2 separate regions of the Bos taurus genome follow, and region 1 is linked to region 2. Evidence: chromatin contacts called from public Hi-C data. All regions are on one chromosome and are shown on one strand. Each heading gives the region's core, a stretch centred on a gene start, on an enhancer-like site or on the middle of the called end of the contact. The rest is flanking DNA. Distances are from core to core; before and after follow the strand shown. Region 1 has its middle 50 kb from the start of NFKB1. Region 2 overlaps LOC100335751 (a long non-coding RNA gene).

Region 1 (4,707 bases), core at 1,175-3,674, 170 kb before region 2:
ATTTTTAAAAAACATTGATAAAACTAGAAAAGATCAGTATCACAGAAGCAAAGTTAATATTACAAATTTAGTCCTTTAATCCAGCATTTCCTGAACTCCCTACTACATGTCACATGCTCTCTTAGCTGCTGGAGGTGCAAGAGGAATAAGATGCTCTGACCTCAGGAGGTGAGGGCTTCCCAGATGATGCTAGTTGTAAGGACCCCGCCTGCCAATGCAGGAGATGTGGAAGACATGGGTTTGATCTCTGAGTTCAGGAAGATCCCCTGAAGAAGGGAATGGCAACCCACACCAGTATTCTTGCCTGGAGAATTCCAAGGACAGAGGAGCCTGGCAGGCTACAGTCCATGGTGTCGCACTGACTCGAACACGACTGATGCAACAGCACACATGCACAGGATGTGACAATTTACTGGAGAAGACACAAACAATCAGAATACAGTGTGATCTCTGTGATTGTGAAAGTACAGCAGTTGGAACTCTTTCATTGCAAGTGATTGAAAACATAATTCGAACTGGCTTAAGCAATAAAGTGAGTGAAATCGCTCAGTCGTGTCCGACTCTTTGCGACCCCATGGACTGTAGCCTACCAGGCTTCTCTGTCCATGGGATTTTCCAGGCAATAGTACTGGAGTGGATTGTCATTTCCTTCTCCAGGGGATCTTCCCGACCCAGAGATCGAACCCGGCTCTCCCGCATTGTAGACAGACGCTTTACCATCTGAGCCACCAAGGAAGTCAGGGAGCTTAATTGGTTCACATAACCAAAATTGAAAGAGATGGAGTGGTCCATAGAGCTGACACGTAGCACATTCCAATTAAAGGTGAAGTGACGTCACCAGGACTGGCATGTGCTCCTCTCTTAACCCTCTGCTGCTGCTGCTGCTAAGTCACTTCAGTCGTGTCTGACTCTGTGCGACCCCATAGGTAGCAGCCCACCAGGCTGTGCCATCCCTGGGATTCTCCAGGCAAGAACACTGGAGTGGGTTGCCATTTCCTTCTCCAATATATGAAAGTGAAAAGTGAAAGTGAAGTTTCTCAGTCGTGTTCAACTTTTCGCGACCCCATGGACTGCAGCCTACCAGGCTCCTCCATCCATGGGATTTTCCAGGCAAAAGTACTGGAGTGGGGTGCCATTGACACCCCACTGTGTGCTACTAATGTGCATATAAGCATTCTGCCATTACAGTCTATTGCTTTGTTTTAAAAACACCATTTTATATTTTTTCTCCTTAATATTATTTAATACTGTCAATTATTAAATCCTTAATACCAGCACAATACCAGCACACTACTGCTTCCTTCCTTATGTTTTCTAATATCTGAGAAATATTCATAAGGATCCAATTAGAGGCAAAGAAATACAGACCAAGCATCAAAGGTCAGGCCTTCTCCACTTAATGCTCTTCCACCCTGCATTTTTCCACCCTGCATTTGTTCTCAAGCTCTAGTGATGGCTCCTGGTAATTCCCAGTTCATGTTTTACTATGAAGTCTTTAGGTAAATTGGCTTTTTATTACCCAGTATTAATGAAAGAGTAAGATTTGTGAATTTAATAATGTATCTGTATTTTGTCTTTCTCTCCTTCCCTATTGGTCCTGTACTCCTGCTTCCTGGGGTCATATTTCTGAGTAAACTTCATGTACATAAGCCTTCATCTTAGGCTCTGGTTTGAAGAGACTCAGGCTATTAGCCCAGCACACATTGACCCTAACTGCCTCTGACCCTTTACAGTAGACTTCCAACGACTATGATTCCTTCTACTTCATAGTCATTGTCCCTTGGTTACAGATAAACCTAAGGACAAAAGCCTAACAGCCAGGTTGGGCCACTAAGAATTTTCCCCAGGAGTTTGAAAATGGATTGAGAGAAAGTTGTTCCCTCGATGTGGCAAATTGTACCTAATGAAGCTTGGTGGTTTTCTTCCTTCCTGTGGTGTGCTGGAGCACACTTGCAAGAGCTGATAGTTAATTTTGCCCAGCAGCCTGTTGAGGCCTGGAAATATGCCATGGTGAGCGCATTTCATTATAAAAGTCAGCAGTTTTATAATCTGGCCTTTATTCTCCCACAGAGCCAGTTTACCAGCACACTACTGCTTCCTTCCTTATGTTTCCTAATATCTGAGAAATATTCATAAGGATCCAGTTAGAGGCAAAGAAATACAGACCAAGCATCAGAGGTCAGGCAAAAGCAAGTAATCCCCAAAAAAAGAATATTGGTAACTTGTGTTGGGAAACACAATTTTCAGCTGAGTACTCTCCTAAAATGAAGACCCCTGGTCCCACAGAGCAGCTCCACTTGATATTCTCACCCATTAGCAGGCTTAGAACTAAACTGGCCTACAGAGACAACCCTTGGCCTGGCCCGGTTATTACCAGGAGACACAGGGCAGGTGGCGACACAGGTCCACAAATTAACAAGCAACAAGAGAGACAGGCGACGATGCCGCCCACATTCTGAAGCTGTGACCTCAGCACTGGTTAACAAAGCTCAGTGTGTATGTGTCATTGGTCGATGTTGCCAGTAAGATAAACCAGTCTTCCTCCTGTAAGGAGGAACATGCCACAGGAATAAAACAAAGGATAAAACTGTTTCCTCCAGTATTGCTCCCTTCTGAAGAGGAAAGGAGAGAGGGGTCTGTTCCACAATAAGAAGGTGAGCAGCCGTGGTTTCTGTGGTGAGGTCTGAGGGACAGAGGAAGCCACTGCTGACAAGAAGATGGAGCCTAGGATGGAGAACACTGAAACTTTAGGCTCTTGCTGACTCAGTTCCTTTGGGAGATCTGGCAGATAAACCTCCTAGTGTGACACAGATAACAATATCTTGTTAATGTTGGCCACTACTTACATATTAATGCCAGCCTGCTGCTTCAAAGGTTATGTTTTAAAATTTATTTAGTCACCTCCCACTAATAAATATTTAGGCTCTTTTCAGCTCTCCACTCTAGCAAATATGGATAGACAGAATTAAAGAAAAATTATCTGACTCTTGTTAGAGCAGTTTTTATTATCAAGAACTTTTATTATCAATAAAAATTATCAAGACACTTGCAATAGGGAAGACCTTGTGCTCGATTCTGAATACAGTAAGGACAAGTGGGGATTTATGGCCGAGAAGCAGGGTGAGGTGTTGATGGATGGAAAAATTACTAAGAGGAGACTTCAAGGGTAGGGGCATTCTTGTTAAACTCATCTCACAGATTTTTCCCTAAAGGCAGGTCAAGGACTTATACATCAAAGTTAGGGGGTGCAGAATCTGATCAGATATCACAGATGATTAGATACCAAGGGTGAGGCAATTCTTGCCAAACAAGGCTGGACAGGAAGTTGACCTTCCATGTCCTTGGCCATGGAAGGCCAAGGTCAAAGCCTGGTTGAGAACAGGGTTCAGGGGAACCTGACTGAAGTTTGATCAAAAAAGAGATAATTTAGGAGACAGGGTAGAGAGAATTTTTTTATTAAAACAAATTCCCAATAATGGACTTCAGTCAAAATACATGAACTTTTATGATTCTTGTTACACATTATCAATGGCTCTTTGAAAGAATTACACTTACAACTACCTGCTTGTTTCTCAAAATTTTTAACAGCATTTTCTTTTGATCAATTCTTAATATATGCAAATATCTAAAATTCTTCAATCATCCTGAAAAAAAAATCTATAGACAATCATCTCATTTTGTATTTTATTACTAAAATTTGATGTTTTTCCATGTTAAACCTGCCTTTTGGAATTGTGGCTGGCATCTCTACGACAGCAATCATGCTTTCTTGTTTTCTGAAGTACACACTGGAATTTATTTCAGATGAGATGATTTCTACTTTCCAACCACTTAATCCATTAAAACCTAGATCGCTTCTACGCACAAAGAATTAGCCTATTAGTATCAATATTTGCATGACTTTTTTCTCTCTGAGTCAATCATGAACAAGGTAACTTTTCAGCCACAGTCCATTGTTCATGGGGGTTTTCTGCCCACTAATTGAACCATTCATTAAGTATTTACCCAGTCATTTTCTTCATTGAGCTCTCTTCCCATATGCCTTACATGTAAATCACCTTGAAGCAGCATAGAGGATGCAGGTTTAATAAGAGTTCTTAGTATCTTTATGGGATATAATGTCTTTGAATCTTCTCTGTTAGAAAATACAAACAGTTGGGCGCAATAATGACCATGCACTCTACCTAGACAGACAAAACCAGCATACCATTAGAGGGTTCCACTGTGAAGTTCTGCAGGATGGAAGAACACCTGTTCTTTTACTACTACCCTGTTCTTTTACTGAAATATGGCTGCATTATCTCCTCACAACTGAGAACTACTGACTGGGACAAAGGACAGGTGACTCATCGAAAAAGCTAATGACAGTAGGTAACATTTATTGAACTCTGTCAATATACTGTTCTCTGTTTTAAGTCCTTTTCATGTGCTTAAATTCAATGACTTCAGTTCAAAATTAAATCAGTTAATGACCTCTAAACCTATGAAGTGAGGGTCATTAGTATCCCACTGTATAATTATGGAAACTGAGGAGCCAAGAGATTCAAAATATTGCTCACAGTCACATAACCAGAGGCAAAATTGAGATTCAAGCCAGGCCTGATTCCAGACATCAAGCTCTTGGATGTCCAACTCAACAGATAAACAAGTCCAAATTTTCCTCAGTGATACTAATATATATGTCCATTGACTTTATTTAGACCTTTA
Region 2 (4,983 bases), core at 2,335-4,834:
ATAATGGAAAAGTTCACAATATTTCAAGAATTACCAAATTGTGACAGAGACATGAAGTGAACAAATACTGTTGTAAAAATGGCTCTTGATAGACTTGCTCAACACAGGGCTGCCACAAACCTTCAGTTTGTAAAAATAGAAAAGAAATGCAATGTAAGCAAAGCACAATAAAGAAAAGTATAATCAAATGAGGTATGCCTATATCCCACTTTTTGAAAGTTATTTTTCTAAAATAAAAATAGCTCTGAGTCTCCTTAACTCTCCAACACCAAGCATATGCCTCCATTCCTCCCCCAGTTCCATGCCCCTGTGACAAATAGTTCTTTTCCAGGTGGCCATGACAAGATCACAAGTTTTGCCGTATCATGCTGACACTCCTGAGAGGCGAGGCCTATGTTCTGAGCCCAACGTTGTTTCCCTGCATGTCTAGCCAGGCCTGTGACAAGAGCAGAAGTGATGGTAAGTGACTCCTGAGATTAGGTGAGAAAATGCAATACAACTTCTGCCCAGTCCCTCGGGTCTGGTCTTGTCCTGTTGGAAGCCAGTTAGCATACATGCTCTGAGGGAGCCAAGTGGCCATGCGGAGGAACCGCCAACAGAAAGGGCAGACGTGGAGGAGTGAAGCTTTGAGAGCATCCCAGCCATCAATCAACCCTGAATATTCACTGGAAGGACTGATGCTGAAGCTGAAGTTCCAATACTTGGGCCACCTAATGCGAAGAGCTGACAACTCATTGGAAAAGACCCTGACGCTGGGAAAGATTGAGGGCAGGAGGAGAAGAGGGTGACAGAGGATGAGACGGTTGGATGGCATCACCGACTCAATGGACATGAGTTTGGGTAAACTCCGAGAGTTGGTGATGGACAGGGAGGCCTGGCGTGCTGTAGTCCATGGGGTCACAAAGAGTCAAACTTTGTTGACTCAAGGACTGAGCAGCAGCAGCCAGAGTCACACCTATGGAGCCTTCACACTGCCTCAGGCGATGCTGCCCCGGAAGAGTCCAGCCTCAGTGGCAGATTTATGAGTAAATGAAGCAACAAGCTGATGTTTCAAGCCTTAGGTGTGAGGTGCTCGTTACTGTCCCAACAATTCCCATACCAGGAGGTCACGTTAAAGAGAAGCTGACTCCAGGAGGAACCACGAAGAAACACACGCTGGAAGTGAAAACAGCACTTCCCTTCTTTAACAAGAAGCCCTATTTCTCTTCGGTTCCCTTCTCTCCTCCCAAATCACAGTGGTATCCTGAGTGTGCGTGCTCGGACAAAAGGCTGCCAGTGCCGCCTGTGCCTCTGAGGAAGGAGCGTCTTCCATTCTGGCCCAGCAGATGGGGGGAGACAGCAGAAGGAATGCAGCAGACAGGTGGGGACTACAATGGGCCTGAAATAAAGCTTCCCAAAGCCCGTCTCTCAGCAGGAAGCCATTCAAAAATAGCTTCCTTAGAGGCTTCGTCATCTTCTCAGCCTTCTGCACTCTGCAAGTACAACCCAGATTTTTTCAGGATCTGCAGTCTTTGTCTTTTGGCAGCAGGAAGCCAGGCTGCTGCCCGTTCACCCGCCAGAGTCCCCTGTGGTAGTTGGATGTGGTGAAGCTATTCTTGGCACCACCATGGAGCACAGCCCCCACAAACCCACCCTCTGCATCTTAGCCGGAATAAAGAGGCAAAGGAGACAGGCAGATTTGAGCATCTGTGACGCGTCAACCCCTTTGCTGTAATGAATTCTAGTCATAATTCTCAAGACATCCCTATGGGTTCATATTTAACCCCAATTTTACAATGAAGAAACAGATAATCTGAATAGTAACTACTCACCCCAAATTCAAATCCAGGTATATCTGATTCCACAGGTTATTCTTTAGCCATGTCTGAGTCCGAAGTCCTTTGAAGTTCTATATTTAAAAAAGAAAGGAAAAAATACTTACAAATATGTATAAAAACAATGGAATCATGTCATACCCAAGCCAACATGCAAAATGAACCCAGAGTACCCCTAAAAAGAGATGTTGATTAAAAGTTCACATGATTTGATTCTCCCCATAATAATAGACTAAACTGCTTAAATATGAATTATTCATTGATGGGAGGTCCCTGGGTTGCATATCTTTCCCCTCATTTTGTGAGTTTTTGGGGAACTTTCTTTCTAAACTGTGCTTCCCCAGGTAATGGATTTAGGGAGGCATGGAGTCAAAAGAAGATGTAATTAAAATTCTTTCATTTTCTCAAGGCTAGACAATATCTTGAAGATCACCTAAGTAAATTATCCAAATTGCCATCTTTTTAAAATCCCTACGATGTGATAGCACCTCCTTCCTATAATCCTCAATATGGCTGCTGCCGTATTCCAACACCAATTCCCAAGGCTACACGTTCCCTATCATTGGTTTTCTAGGTTCACCCGTTAGCACAGGGGTTGGGGGAGGTACTGAGGAAGGGCTCACCTTAACCCAAAAGAAACATCCCCATCTGCTTCCTAAGCCCCAGCCCCTGCATCCCCCCCATCACCACCTGGGCCCTAGCACCAGCGGGCAGGTTACCATTCCCACTGGCGGGGATGTACACACTCATATGCTTACGGACCACTGGGCAAGTCAGCACAATGCCAGCGCGGCCCTTGGCTGTCTTCTCCTTCCCAGTTTTGCTCTGGGAAGGTCAGAGCCACCACTTGGCCCTGACTGCTTTCCTGCCTTGCCAAAAGCACATCTTGAATGATGATCCACACAGGCACACAGCAAATGCGCTGGCGGCCACTGTGGTTATGAAAGGCAAGAGACTCCAGGTTTAAACTTTCAAGGAAGAATGCGTGGTACATCTGAAACTAATACAACAACACTGTAAATCAACTATACTCCAATAAAAATTAACAAAGAAAGGAAGCGTGGGCAGTAAGTCGCACGCACCCACACGTCCACCCCCCTTCAACAGAAGCAGCTGTGCTGCACCAGGGAAGACCCGCCCTTGCTGCCTCCACCACCAGAAGGTTGCCCCTTTCTTCAAGTCATGCTGTGACGTACAGTTTCGGTCCGCATGACTCTGCTACTGTGCCGTTTAAGAGCTTGTCTGACTTCGCCCCCGGCAATCAGCTACTCTGGCGGCTTTGTGCCAAGTTTCCATAGATCCATAGCAATTCAATTACGATGAAAAATCATTGAGATGCCACCCGTTTGCCAAGGTAGCAACAATGAAGGGAAATGAAATGGATTGAAAAACAGCAGAAAGGGTCACCCTGCAGGTCTGACCCTGGAGATCAGCCTCTTGGACCCCCTACCTCTGAGCCCTGGAGCCAGAGGAGCTTCAACAAAGCTGCTCTGTTCTTTCTTCCACAACACCCCCGCCCCCTTCCTCCCTGCTTTCTCTCTCCATTCTTCTTTCCGTCTCTCTCCCTCCCTCCTCTCTCTCTCAGCAAAGCCTCCAGCACTCCAGGGCACTGGTAGCCAGTTCTGTGAAGGCTGGACAGGGGTCGGGGTGAGGGCAGAGGGCCGCAAGCCCTTCCTTAGTCTCCCCTCCCTGCCTTCCTCTGGGGAAGCCTCCAGGAAACCAGCGTCCTGACCCATGGTCCCCCTCCAGCCGCCACCAGCCTCATTTCCTGTGCACAAGAGGCCTCTGCTGGAAGAAAAAGAACTTTGCATGATCACCCAACAGCTGGTACGCCTCCTGCTGCTCAACTTTTTTTGCGTCAATAAAACTGGAAAAAGGCTTACCAAAAGAAGGAAATTTAGAAACTTCTTCAGCTTACTGCCTGAGTATTTCTCCTCCAGCTCGGGAAACAGAAGTCTGATGATTACTTTCCCTTGGTAGAAAAGACTTAAGCTGTTCTTTTTCTTTCGTCCCCTAGGCCTGATCATTCCAGCCACAGCCAACCCTGTTCTTTGAGGAATAACTGTTTTAAGCCAGCATTTATGAGTCACTTACCCATCCTAGGCATTGTACATGCTTTATTTTTTGTAATCATCACAACTCTATAAAACAGTAATTACTGCTAACCTCGTCTTAAAGGTAAGGAAACCGAGGTTTAGAAGTTAAGTGGTCTGTCCAAGTTCAGTACACATTAGAGCCAAACTCCCATCAGTTCAGTTCAGTTCAGTTCAGTCACTCAGTCGTGTCCGACTCTTTGCGACCCCATGAATCGCAGCACGCCAGGCCTCCCTGTCCATCACCAACTCCTGGAGTTCACTCAGACTCACGTCCATTAAGTCGGTGATGCCATCCAGCCATCTCATCCTCTGTCGTCCCCTTCTCCTTCTGCCCCCAATCCCTCCCAGCATCAGTCTTTTCCAATGAGTCAACTCTTCTCATGAGGTGGCCAAAGTACTGGACTTTCAGCTTGAGCATCATTCCTTCCAAAGAAATCCCAGGGCTGATCTCCTTCAGAATGGACTGGTTGGATCTCCTTGCAGTCCAAGGGACTCTCAAGAGTCTTCTCCAACACCACAGTTCAAAAGCCTCAATTCTTCGGCACTCAGTCTTCTTCACAGTCCAACTCTCACATCCATACATGACCACAGGAAAAACCATAGCCTTAACTAGACGGACCTTTGTTGGCAAAGTAGTGTCTCTGCTTTTGAATATGCTATCTAGGTTGGTCATAACTTTCCTTCCAAGGAGTAAGCGTCTTTTAATTTCATGGTTGCAGTCACCATCTGCAGTGATTTTGGAGCCCAAAAAAATAAAGTCTGACACTGTTTCCACTGTTTCCCCATCTATTTCCCATTAAGTGATGAGACCGGATGCCATGATCTTCGTTTTCTGAATGTTGAGCTTTAAGCCAACTTTTTCACTCTCCACTTTCACTTTCATCAAGAGGCTTTTTAGTTCGTCTTCACTTTCTGCCATAAGGGTGGTGTCATCTGCATATCTGAGGTGATTGATATTTCTCCCGGCAATCTTGATTGCTTGTGTTTCTTCCAGTCCAGCGTTTCTCGTGATGTCCTCTGCATATAAGTTAAATAAGCAGGGTGACAATATACAGCCTTGACGTACTCCTTTT

Evidence for each region. Hi-C and Micro-C count contacts between places; a contact is called where the count stands out from the background.
Region 1: a Hi-C map of liver shows a contact between it and region 2, with 2.8 times the contacts expected there. The contact joins two enhancer-like sites. A contact is called at or near these places in 2 of 11 Hi-C or Micro-C datasets (liver and skin fibroblasts).

Annotation. Positions count from the first base shown.
Region 1 is chr6:22,366,833-22,371,539 of ARS-UCD2.0, reverse strand. No RefSeq gene overlaps it. Among named protein-coding and RNA genes, the nearest start is that of NFKB1, 50 kb to the right of the region's middle. Within about 2 kb of position 2,424, at least 11 of the 102 cell types and tissues checked have an H3K27ac peak or open chromatin away from gene starts, as enhancers often do. A contact at or near this core is called in liver, where this site is marked.
Region 2 is chr6:22,199,617-22,204,599 of ARS-UCD2.0, reverse strand. It overlaps LOC100335751 (a long non-coding RNA gene), which reads right to left. Exons shown (of 6, transcript XR_009494832.1): 1 at 1,812-4,983. Among named protein-coding and RNA genes, the nearest start is that of MIR2285BQ, 11 kb to the right of the region's middle. Within about 2 kb of position 3,584, at least 41 of the 102 cell types and tissues checked have an H3K27ac peak or open chromatin away from gene starts, as enhancers often do. A contact at or near this core is called in liver, where this site is marked.